Linked DNA regions of Gossypium hirsutum: all the other regions are linked to region 1. Evidence: chromatin contacts called from public Hi-C data. All regions are on one chromosome and are shown on one strand. The core of a region is the stretch at or near the end of the contact, and the rest is flanking DNA. Distances in the headings are between cores, read along the strand shown. Region 1 holds the start of LOC107938526 (probable magnesium transporter NIPA3). Region 2 holds the start of LOC107938865 (DUF21 domain-containing protein At2g14520). Region 3 holds the start of LOC107938856 (agamous-like MADS-box protein AGL62).

Region 1 (4,300 bases), core at 825-3,324:
TACAGTCTTGATTCCCAGGACCCTTATTCATGGCCATGGGAGTTCCTGTTTTTCTTTTGGTAACTTAACTAAGAAGAAGCTTTGTAATAAGTATGGTTTCCAATGTTGTAGGATATCTTGTAATTTTGGTTAAGAAAATGCTTTGTACATCCACTAAATTAGTAAATATTAATGGATAGCATACTTGCTACTCTGTTTTGGATATTCATAATTGCAAAAGAGTTTGTGATGTTTTAGAATTGGAATTTGTGGATAGTGATAAAATTATGAAAACTATACTTTACTCAAACATATAATGCATTTAATGGGTCGGAATATCTTAAAATTCATCATGCTAAGTACATTTTTTTCTTGTAATCTCTCTGACTTGGTATTCAGGGGCCAATAAAACAGAAGCTATGAAATAGTTTAGTGTAAAATTTTGTGGCATGAAATGGAAGAAACAAATTATTTATTTATTTATTTTGCTGATGTGAAAATGACAAACGTTGTACTATTTTCGTATTCAGGGGCCAACAAAAACAGAGTTAAAACAGAGCAGAAACAGATGTGGCATCTCATCGATCTATGAATTTTTTAAGTTGCTAATTAGAATGGATTAGCTAAGAGTTTATGTTGAATTCATTAAGTACTATTTCAAAGCTTAATATTTCTCCAAGAACCAAAAAGTTCATTGGTGTAAAAGGGCTGAAAGTATTGGTTCTTTTATGGTATCCAAAATTTGCAATCCGAGTATATAACACAATTTCTTTTATATATATATATTTTTTATTGCTTTATTTTGTGAATGTGGAAGTGATCGGATGTCAATTGTCAAATACTACCACTTTATGTCTTTGACTGAGAAAACCCACGTATGAAGTGATGATCGAGCAGCGTCACTGCATTGATCGAGACTCGTATTAATTATTTATACTTTAAGCGGCGCGGAAATGTGGTAGAAGATGGAAATAGAAACCATTCGACTCGAGAAGCAAATCGAGCGACAGGCCGACACCATAGTCTATATCGCTATCACTGCACAGGCATTGGTACTTTCAACTTTAAAAATTGATGAAAGACATATTAGCCAACAAGGCAAGGCGTCGCGCCATATCGGCAGAGAATCGAGTGATACTAAATTATTTTGAATGCGGGAGATACAGCATTGTAATTTTTAAAATAGTATAAATATAATTTTATTATTTTAATAATTTATATTTATATATTTTTAAAATATTAAATTAAATTTTTATCATTTTAAGGTGTTAGAGTGTAATTTTATTATTATTAATTTAAAATTTTAAAAATTTTAAATAATTTTTTTTGTTTTAAGAAATATCAGTATTCCTGTCAGCCTCCTAATTACGTCAGTGTTTTGCAATTAGCATGCATGAAATATGTCGAGATCACCTCAAGAAATCTATTATCATTTTGATTTTGAATTTTGATGTGATACAATGGGAGAGAGTGATTCATCTTCGAGTTTTTATTTCTTAAAATTGACAAAAGTATTATAAAAGCTATTGTATTTAAAATCAAATTATATTTTGTCTATTTTACTTTAAAATCAGTAAATTAATATTTACATGTTAAATTAAAGAGTAAATTGATATTTTTTTGTTAAAATTTTTATTTATTTCTATTATTAAAAATTGATCATTATACAGTAGTATAAGGTACCCATAGCAAACTATGTGTCATTATTTAGTTATTTCGTCAATAACTTTAATTTTTAACAATATAAATAAATAAAATATTTAATAAAAAAATTAATTTACTCTTTTATCTAATTTATAATAATTAATTTATTCATTTTTTCTATAATATTTTTACCTTAAAAAATATTTTCGTGGGAAAAAAAGAAAGAAAAGAAAAGAGTGTTGAATTTAAAAATAGCTGAAAAAATCATTTATTAATTATAAGAAAATAAAGTCTGGGATTTTAATGTCGTAAATAGTAATGATTAGATAGGTAGAAAAGTTATATATATCTTATCTTAAAAAAAGAAAAAAAAAAGGGAAAACGATGGGATCGGATATGCGCCAAATATTGCAAATAAAAAAGAACAATAGAAGGCTGTGATGCGATCCAAGAAGTTTTTTGTCTCTCACAGTCACAGCCAAAACAGCTGTTTTTCATTACTAATTGCCTCACTACTCATCCCATCCAACTCAGCAATAACTCGTCTTATCTCACTCCTTCTCCCCTTTCTCTCCTCCTCTATATTTTAAGCGCCGACAACCATTTCTCTCTTTCTTTCAGATTTTCTTCTTTCCTCAGCTCAGACTTGTCGTTCCTTTCCAAACTCACTCCGCGTCAACCGAGTCAAGATTCTTTTCCCAACTCACCATTGTAAATACTAATACGCTTCTTCCTCTATCTCTCTCTCTCTCTCTCTCTCTTTTTTTCTCGACTGATATTCCACCTTCGCTCTCTTTTTTTGAGGGCCGAGATCTGATATTTAAAACTGCTCCAAGCTTATTATTTTTTTGGTGAAATTGGGATTTTTTTTCCAGATCCATGGACTCGTTTTTTTAGACTCAGTCCGAGTTCAGACCAAATCGGTGATCGTTGCCGAGTTTTGGTGACAGAATATAGTTATTAGGATTTTTCATTTAAGTGTAGGGTTAAGAGTATGGCAGCTGTGCGAAGATGGAGCGAGGGAATGTCCTCAGATAATATTAAGGGTTTGGTTTTAGCCATTTCTTCCAGTTTATTTATTGGGGCAAGTTTCATTGTTAAGAAAAAAGGCTTGAAGAAAGCTGGTGCTTCTGGCGTCAGGGCAGGTACTGCAATTTATCAAAAGTTTACTTCTTTCTTGATGATTTGATTTGGGATTTTCTTTTTTCTTTAGTAGAAGATAGGAATTAGGTTTAAATAATTGTGGGATTCTGTGAATAATTCTTTAGTCAATTTAGAGAAGAAGAAAAAAAACGAATTTGAGTGAACTGTAAATGATGGAAATTTATTTGCCCGCCCTGTGAATTCAATTCACCAATGTGGGAATTAAACTTGTAATTAGTAAGTTAGTTCTTCATAAAGTTAATCATTTTTATATGCATCATTTTGATCTTGGTTTTGCATGTCGTGTTTGATTGTACTTCTCTTCTAACTTGTTGATTATAAATTGTTTACGAAATCCAGCAATCTGTCTAAGTTTCTTTGTGCAGAAATTTTGCATAATGTGTGAAAGAAAGATACGATATGTCTGTATAGAATGCAGTTGGAGAAAATGATATGCATTGAGTGTTTCAAACTTCTGATGATCTTTGGTTGGCTTGTACGTTTTGTTGCTATTGAACCAAGCTTTTTCTATTCATTGTATATCTGTGTTTTTTGCATTAAGTTTTCTGTGTTTATCTCAATTATCTAAAGAATGTTTGGATGCTTTTGCTATCATTTAGTGATTTTCACCTATTCATTCTTTACAAGGAGTTTTCATTGTTCTTATGCTTTATTGATCCAAATGACATTGGTTTTTCTGGTTTTTACACAGGAGTTGGAGGGTATTCGTACTTGCTTGAGCCACTTTGGTGGATTGGCATGATAACAAGTGAGTTTTATCCATTTCTCATTGATCATTAACTCAAAATCTTATGGATATTTCATTCCTGTTTGGAGCCTATATCATTTTTTTCATTCTTTACTTCTTTTCCAAATATTGTCCCTAAAAGATGATATTATAGAAGCTACCTTACACCATTTAAAAATGGGATGACCTTAATAATATATTGTGCTTCTATAGAAAGCTGATTTTCTTAGTTACATTCCATGTTACATCTTAATAGTCAGGAAGTCATCTAGATGAAGAAGTACTTAATTCTAATTGTTAACTGTTGCCACAGTGGTCGTGGGGGAAATTGCTAATTTTGCTGCTTATGCATTCGCACCAGCCATACTGGTCACTCCTCTTGGTGCACTCAGCATCATTATCAGGCATGCAAATATCTCACTCAAATTTAGGTTTGGCATTTAAAAGTTCATCGTTAATCATCACTTCTCATGCAGTGCGGTACTTGCGCATATCATTTTGCGGGAAAAGTTACATACTTTTGGGATTCTTGGTTGTGCTTTGTGTGTTGTGGGCTCAACAACAATTGTGTTGCATGCTCCCCAAGAACGTCAGATTGAATCTGTAACAGAAGTTTGGGATCTTGCTACAGAGCCAGGTTGCATTTTCTTAATATTATTGTTCTTAGCTCATAACATTATTTTCTTTTCTAAATTGTTGAACTGCAAACAAGGAAAATGAATGTACCTTGATTTTCTTGCAGGATTTTTGTTTTACACAGCTCTGGTCTTAACAGCTGTCTTTATA
Region 2 (4,300 bases), core at 623-3,122, 160 kb after region 1:
TCGATACGCAATATATCTTTAAAATGGAGCTTTGGGTTGCGTATTGACTACCCAAATCTAACCCTTAGCGAAATCTATTTGTTAGGGCCATTGGCTACTCATGCTTTGCACATTGCCTTTGAGCTATGTAAAAGCTTCTTTCGCTAAAAAGAGGTGATTCTCCCGAATACCACGTGCAATTGTTTTTTGCTAGCATATTTAGGCTTATGCTTTCTTTTTTGCAATGTATATTACACTCTTAAAAAAATTAATTTTAATTTTAAAAATAATATTATTAAAAAAATAATCACAAATCTTAAATATAGACCATAAAACGAATATATATTTAAATTACCAAAAAGGAACTTCAACTTGTGTAAGTTTTATGCTAGTTGGAGCTTGAACTCCAATGGACCAAACCTTGGCAAATTTAATATAGACATGACTAAGTATTTAATTAAAAATAAAAATCTAAAATCCGATCCAAATCAACTTTACTGAAAACACCCTAATAAAATCTTCAATGATAATATTTTTATTGTAATAACCGCAAGTCCTTACTTGCAACCTGTAATTATACAAATTCGTTTGATTGAGATCATAAAAAAGGATTATGTAAGGATTAGAAAATATATATTAATACTATGAAAAGCGACGAGGCGAGAATTATAAGGCAATGCTGATGCAGTTGTCGTATTGAAACATCATGTGAGTTGGTCCGCAAGCTCGACAGGGCTGAAATGGTGACAGCTTACCTAATTGATGTTATTTGGTTGTTTATCAGATAAAACAAGACATCAAATCTGTTTCAAACTCTGATTTGAAATCAAGATATCACTAGTTGATGATCCGAACAATTTTTTTAGAACATGGTTAGATTTGTTAGTCGGATCGGTTAAATTAAAAATCGATCAATATAGTAAGTTAAATAAATGGGTTGTTATTTTTATAAAATTTTAAATATTTATTTAATTATTGCTTGTTTAGCATCAATCAAACCGGTTGAAAGGTCTGATCAATTCAACCACTAATTCAATTATAAAACATTATACGTGACATTCAAATATTGTAACATACGATAGCTTGACAATTTTATAAATTTTTAAATTTTAAACAATGATTCAACATAATATTAATCAATTTTTTAAATTTAGTAGCATAGACAAAAATGTATGCATGCATTACATTTGTCAATGCCAATATCATGACATACTCTATTCAAGTACGTAAATGAAAAGGTATAACCTTTGATTGTCAAGACACAATTTGACATCAATGGTAGCTGGCCAACATTTATTTATATTTCCGATAAGGTCCAACCCTCATTTTGATGTATATATTATCTTTATTAAATAATACTAAATTTAAATCTTATCTTTAATTGGGAATTACACCAGAATTAATATATTTCTTATAATTTCACTATAATTTTGATTATATTTATTTTTTTAATATAATATTAAAAATTATTTATAATTCCTTCTAAATTTATAAATAGAAAAATATCGAATCCATATCATTTTACATAAACAATAATACTTATTCCAGTTAAATTAAAATTCAATTAATTAATTAATACCTAAAATATATATTAACACCATTTTTCATTGGAGGAAGGTAAACATTTGTTTGAGTTTATCCCGGGAATTTAGCGCCTTAAATGTTTTTTTTTTGTATTTAGCAACTTGTTATTTTAATATAAAAAATTAACGATTAATTCTATTCAATATTTGCAAGTCGGTTTATCTAATTTAATTAAATAATTATTAAAAATTTATAAAAAATATTAAAAACTTAATAAAAATTGAATTGATTTTTTGATTAATTCAATTTAATTTAAGCAATTCTATTTAAATTTAAATAAATCACCACTAAGCTCAAACTCGAATAACGAGTTAAACTATGGCTCAGCCATATAAATTAGCTTACATTTGGGAAAAAGAAAAACACTAAACTGTAAGTAAACAGTACACGTAGATGAAGATCATCCTCAACATCACTATAAATAATTAATCATAGAGCTCGAAAACCGAAAAACTCACAGCTGTTTAGATTATAACCCATTTATTAGCTTCAGCTTTCAATTTCATCCACAAAAACCATAATAATCTACACCGAATCCGTTTCGACGGGATTTCACTTTACTCTTTTGTTTTTTTGCTATTAGCTAATGTTGCTTTCGTAATGAAAGAGCTTTATCATCTTTGTTCTTCGTTTCTCTAACGAAACCCTAAGTTTTTATTTTAATTTTTGCTTGATTTGTGAGGTTGTTTTTTTTATATAAAGAGAGAACTTTGAATGGCGGTGGAGTATAGTTGTTGTGAATTGGAGTTCTTTATTCACATATTAATAGTAGTGTTGTTGGTATTGTTCGCGGGTTTGATGTCGGGGCTTACTTTGGGCCTTATGTCGATGAGTCTCGTCGATCTTGAGGTTCTTGCCAAGTCCGGAACTCCCAAGGATCGTAAACATGCTGGTACTCTTTTTCATTTGTTTCTTCTTTAACTGAATGATTGGAATAATTTACCTTTTTTTTGAGCGAGGTTTGAATTTGGAATGTTGGACTGAAAAATTAGATGGCAAAATTGAAATTTGATCATCTAGTTAAGTGATGGTTAGTGAAATTATAGTCAGATAAAAGGGTACACAAGCTAATTTTATCCCCCCATTTTGAAACAGCAAAAATATTGCCGGTTGTCAAAAAACAGCATTTGTTGCTTTGTACACTACTTATATGCAATGCTGCTGCGATGGAGGTATATGTATATATATGTTGTAGATACAGCTTCAGCCTGACCTGTGATCTGGTTTTGTTTGGAAATTTTTAATTAATGTATGGAACTTGTTTTGTTATTTTTTTCAGGCACTTCCCATTTTCCTTGATGGTTTGGTCACTGCTTGGGGTGCTATCTTGATTTCAGTGACCTTGATTCTTCTGTTTGGTGAGGTGAGGATCTACCTTAGATCGTATTAGCTGTTTCGAACTCGGCAGAGATAGAAAATAGAAATCCTTGTTACACCCTGAACATGACATTTTGTGTTTCTACTATTTTGATGTGTGTTACTCGATATCGTTTACTGAAGTTTTGGCTGAGCAACTATGGTAGAAAAAGGCAAGAAGTTCTATGCATGTCCTAAATCCTAATTGCAATTTAATTGTTGTGCAGATAATACCGCAATCCGTCTGTTCTCGATATGGTTTGGCAATTGGTGCAACTGTAGCTCCATTTGTTCAAGTTCTTGTTTGGGTCTGTTTTCCTGTTGCATACCCAATAAGCAAGGTAATGAATGTTGCTATAGATACTCACTTTGAATTCTGCAAATTGCTCTCTTGACTGATCTTATCTATTCTTCAGCTGTTAGACTTTTTACTAGGCCATGGACATGTAGCACTTTTTCGAAGAGCCGAGTTGAAAACCCTAGTAAATTTGCACGGGAATGAGGTTTGGTTTACAACTTCTTGGTTTGCATACAAACTTTTTATTTTTATCTATAGTTGTTTACATTGCTTTCTTCTAGTTATTATTTACTTGGTTGTTTCCATTTATCAAATCAATGCCATTGTAAGTGCAATGCCTTTTGGGGGATATGCTTTCTTTCATGATAATTTTGAGATTTTTGATCCTTCTATTGAACCTTTATTAGGCTGGAAAAGGTGGAGAACTGACGCACGATGAGACAACAATTATAGCTGGAGCACTTGAGCTCTCCGAGAAAACAGCTAAAGATGCCATGACTCCTATATCCGAAACATTTGCAATTGACATTAACGCCAAGCTTGACAGGCATGATTTCTGTAAATTATCAAGAAACATGACATTTAATATCATTCTCAATTTCCCTCAGATTTTCTAAGGTACCATTACATGCTTGCTATGGACAGGGAATTGATGAGTTTAATTTTAGAGAAAGGACATAGCAGAGTTCCAGTTTATTATGAGCACTCTACAAACATTATTGGACTTGTTTTGGTAATCATTTTTCTTCAGCTAAAACTAACATCATTTACAGTTGGTCGAGTGTTATTATGTAATTGTTTCCAACTGGATGATGCTCTGTGATATGACAGGCTTTATAGTTAGCCATGCTAATGGTTGCATGAATCATTTATGCATCCCACCACCTGTATACGAGTTCCTTTCTGAACATTAACATTTTGTTACTTTTTTGACGTTTCCCTATTCCTTAGGCTTTTACTTTCAAATGTTTTTATTCTGGTATTTTATTGAACATCATTTATCTTTTAATCTTACAGGTCAAGAATTTATTAACAGTCCACCCTGAAGATGAAGTTCCTGTGAAGAGTGTCACTATACGAAGG
Region 3 (4,300 bases), core at 1,293-3,792, 140 kb after region 1:
TCTCGGGACCTCTTAAATTTGAGACATTTAAGGTTTCGAAATATAGTTGAGAAGACATTTGTTGTTCTAAAAAAATTATTTCTCATATTAACAACATCACATCGGTTTAACATAAAAAAATAAAGTTAAATCGTACTAGTATGTTACATATTTCATAATTACAATTATGGATGGAATTGAGATGTCTCATATCTCGTAGAGTATATAAAAGAATGAGATTTTGATAATCTCGATGATATAGATACAAATTCAAATGATGATGAACTCGATTAATGACTAACAAATGATGATAACGGGGATATGTTGAATATTAAAAAGAGAATAACCCAACAAATATGCGCTAGCTAGAACAATTAGATAAAATTAATATGATTTATTTTTCTTGCTATTTTTATTAGTAATCATATTATCAACTATATTTTAGACTAACATAATACATATGATGAATTGATTTTAAATTTTGTTACTTGCTTCATACTAATAATTTTTTATAGTAGCCAATATTTTTAAATATATATATATAAATTATGTAACTGTGCAATTACAATTTGTACCACAAAATATGGTATAGGAAATTACGGTCTAATTACACTTTGTCAGCCAAACAAGTATAGAGAATTACAATTCTTTATAATATTGTTTTCACCGCATATCTAATTTTGTACAAATCTTAAATGGATAAAATATAGTTTTGGTCAAATTTTGCTACTAGTATTTGTAATCTTTGTAAGTTGTAGATTTAATCATTATACTTTAATTTTGTCAATGTTTAGTCATTGTAATTTTCAATTCGGCTTATTTTAGTTCCTTGTACTTTTTGAGTTTTAAATTTCAATCCCGATATAAACTTTAGTATTTAAATACAATTTTTTTACTTTTTAAATTATATTATTAGTTTTCTATTGCATGTAAAGTTGTAGATTTAATCAATATTCTTTAATTGAATTATTTATAATCCCTATACTTTTTGAATTTCAAATTTTAAATTTTAATGCAAATAAAAGTTGTTAAATCCATTAACTAGCTTTTTTTAAAGCAAAACGTGGAAATAACAAATTAAAATTGCATTACACATAAGATAATACATTTGTCGCATCAGATTTTGAAAATAGTTAAACATAATAAATTTAACAGTTATTGTTTGGTCGGGACAATAAAATAAAATTTGAGAAGTATAGTGACTAAAAATAGCCAAAATAAAAGTATAGAGATTAAATCCACATCTTACACATAGTTTAGGGATTAATAGCATAATTTAACCTATAAGTTTGAAAACGCATTATTTGAAGAAGGAATTTTATAGTGAGTCGAAATTGAATTGTGAAATTTTGAGGGTCCAAACAAAAATTTTACCATTTTATTAATTATAACATTATAAACTTTAAAGGTCTAAAAGTAATATTTTTTAAAGCAAATTGGAAGTGAAATCGTTTAGGTCACCAGTTCGTCGATTCAATCAGTCTAACAAATTCAATTAAAAATTATTAAGTTCAAAAAATAAAAATAAAAACACGGTTCAACCAATTCTAGAAGTTTTTTAGTTGGTTCAACCAGTTTGTATCGACTCTTAATTTAACCGCTTTAAAGTTACTCTCCAATTCAATACCCCAATCAATTCTCGATCCATCAAACTAGTTCATTCTGATTCAAACAACATTTTCTAAAACACAACATCACCAATCAAAATGACCAAAGCCACTACCTGTCCCTCGGCGTCACCCTTGCCTTTTAGCTAAATCGCACCACAACAGTATGTTTGGGTTGCATGTTTCAGCACAGTCAAGACTTCACTCAACATCCTTAATTGTCATCTTGTATTTTTAATACAATTTACCTCACCAACATGGACAAAGATAAAATATTAGATTCGTGATTTAATCACTTAAATTTTCATGAAATTACATGTTAATATTAAAGATAAAATTGTATTTCTCAATAATTTATAATTCATCTTTAATTTCTCTAAAAGTGATTTTTTGACTTCGTTCCTACTCATCAATATTGTTACGTTTACATTCAAATGTATATCTCACTACTTATTTTAATTTCTTTTATATCTCACTAAAATTTATCCTTAATTATTTAAGATATAACTTAAAAAGAAATTTATTTTATTTTAGATATGTATACACATGGGGAAATGACTGTTTCATATGATTATGAATTACCAACAACTCCCTACCCATTGAAACATGAAATACTGACCAATTTTTTTCTTTCCCAGAAATATCTGAGTTGTATATAATATTTTTATTATGATAAAATGGGAAAGTGTTTAATACAAAGTTGAAGAGTTACAAATACATTTTATTTAAAAAAATTTGGGTATTTATTCCCATACATGTAAACCCAAAATAAGATTACAAAGCATCCTAAATCAGTATGTAATTTAATGCAAGCAAAGCACAGCAGGGAATTTTTTGTACATAAAAAAAAACATAGTAAATTTAGACAGCTCAAAGTGTTGAATATCCTAATATCCCATCCCCATATAAATACTAACCTTCCCCTTTCTCTATTCATATTGCCATTGCCATTGCCATGGGGAAGAAAAGCTTAGGCCGTCAAAAGGTTGAGATGGTGAAAATGAAGAACAATAGCAATCTTCAAGTGACTTTCTCGAAACGTCGTTCCGGTCTTTTTAAAAAGGCTAGTGAGCTTTGCACCCTTTGCGGTGTTGAAATCGGCATCATCGTCTTCTCTCCGGGCAACAAAGTCTTCTCTTTCGGCCACCCTGAAATCGGGAACGTCATCGATCGGTATGTCAACGGTAACCCTCCTGATAATTCGGGTACGTTGCATCTCATCCAGGCTCACCGTAATGCTAATGTTCGTGAACTCAACATGCAGCTCACCGAGGTTCGGATTTGACTAATATATTAGTTTTTTGTTTGTTTGTTTGTTTGTTTATCGTTGATGAAATGATATTAGTCGATGTTGTTTTGCATTCAGTTGGTGAATCAGATCGAAATCGAGAAACGGCGGGGCGAAGAGCTTAACCAAATGAGAAGAGCAAGCCAAAGCCAGTACTGGTGGGAATCACCGATCGAGGAACAGAACCCTCAACAACTCCAGCAGTTGAAATCTGCATTAGAAGAGTTGAAAAAGAATGTGGCAAAGCAAGTGGAGAAGCTTCTTATTCAGACAACGAATTCGCAGCCGTTTTTCGTCGGGAGTTCAAGTACCGGGATGTTCCCCAACAACGTCGAGTTCGACCCGAACACGATGTCTCAAGGATACAACAATGTTCCCAACATGATACCTCCTGGATTCAACCCTAATCCTGAACTGTACAATCCTTGTCCTCCTGGATTCGGACATGCGTTTTTTTAAATTAATTAATTAAGTTATTTACTTTCTTTATCAAATAAACAAAGAATTACAGTACACCGACACAGTGTGTATGGTTTTTTTATGTATGTAAATTTAGTTTTATGCTTTAATATCAATTTCAACCATTTTTCTCGTTAATGTTCTTGGATCACCATTGGAAAATGGAACCCAGTTTTTTTTATGTTGGAATTACAGACAAGATTGTCACCATGTTATAGTAACTGGCATTTTTTGAATTTTTCTTATATGTTCTCTTTATTTGTTGTCGTTTGATAATCTAAATGTAAATTCAACCATGAATTTTGAATCCAAATATGGTATGAAATGATAATGCCAAGAAAGGTTAGTGGGAGGGATCGTTTTGAGACATACTCTAAACTGTCTCCATACGATGTGCATAAATCCATAATGATAAACTTGCCTTACATGCAATATTAATGATTTAATCACTTGGCTGAGTTCATTTACAAATGTTGAATTTCGTAGATATGATTTTTTTGGGTTAATATAACATTTAGTCCTTGCTTACTTTGATACCTATATTTTTTTTTTCGTTTTAATACTAGAACTTGACAACTATATTAATTTTAATCCTTGAACTTAACAAATATAAAAAAAAAGTTTAATGACATGGCATTAATATGTGTCATGTCATCAAATTCTGATGGAATCCAAAGTCAAATACTAAAGCAGACAAAAAAAATATATAGATACCAAAGTAAACTTGATTGTCAAGTTCAGAGACTATTTTCACTAAAAATATAAAATTAGAATATAAGAGACTGTGAAAAGAACTTCCCCACTATTGCTCTGAAAGCCTTCCCTTTTTGTTTCTTTGATAGTAAAGATAATGAACAAAGTCTTATCATCAGTTTAGAAAATGTCTTTTTCCTTAAAAAAACTTTAATTTTACCCTCTTTTTTTAGAATAATTTTCTTTAGTAATTCACTTTCCACCAAACAAATAC

What was found. Hi-C and Micro-C count contacts between places; a contact is called where the count stands out from the background.
Region 2: a contact with region 1 is called in a Hi-C map of callus, with 2.5 times the contacts expected there. The contact joins the promoter of LOC107938865 here to the promoter of LOC107938526 in region 1. A contact is called at or near these places in 2 of 34 Hi-C or Micro-C datasets (callus and leaf).
Region 3: a Hi-C map of leaf shows a contact between it and region 1, with 2.1 times the contacts expected there. The contact joins the promoter of LOC107938856 here to the promoter of LOC107938526 in region 1. A contact is called at or near these places in 2 of 34 Hi-C or Micro-C datasets (both in leaf).

Annotation. Positions count from the first base shown.
Region 1 is chrA03:113,409,434-113,413,733 of Gossypium_hirsutum_v2.1, reverse strand. It overlaps LOC107938526 (probable magnesium transporter NIPA3), which reads left to right and starts at 2,074. Exons shown (of 10, transcript XM_016871708.2): 1 at 2,074-2,334; 2 at 2,499-2,768; 3 at 3,479-3,535; 4 at 3,828-3,918; 5 at 3,991-4,151; 6 at 4,257-4,300. The coding sequence starts at 2,618.
Region 2 is chrA03:113,249,338-113,253,637 of Gossypium_hirsutum_v2.1, reverse strand. It overlaps LOC107938865 (DUF21 domain-containing protein At2g14520), which reads left to right and starts at 1,872. Exons shown (of 11, transcript XM_016872108.2): 1 at 1,872-2,455; 2 at 2,659-2,735; 3 at 2,843-2,926; 4 at 3,147-3,260; 5 at 3,336-3,422; 6 at 3,625-3,764; 7 at 3,863-3,950; 8 at 4,235-4,300. The coding sequence starts at 2,278.
Region 3 is chrA03:113,271,156-113,275,455 of Gossypium_hirsutum_v2.1, reverse strand. LOC107938856 (agamous-like MADS-box protein AGL62) reads left to right here and starts at 2,542. Exons shown (of 2, transcript XM_016872098.1): 1 at 2,542-2,859; 2 at 2,953-3,333. The coding sequence starts at 2,542. The coding sequence ends at 3,333.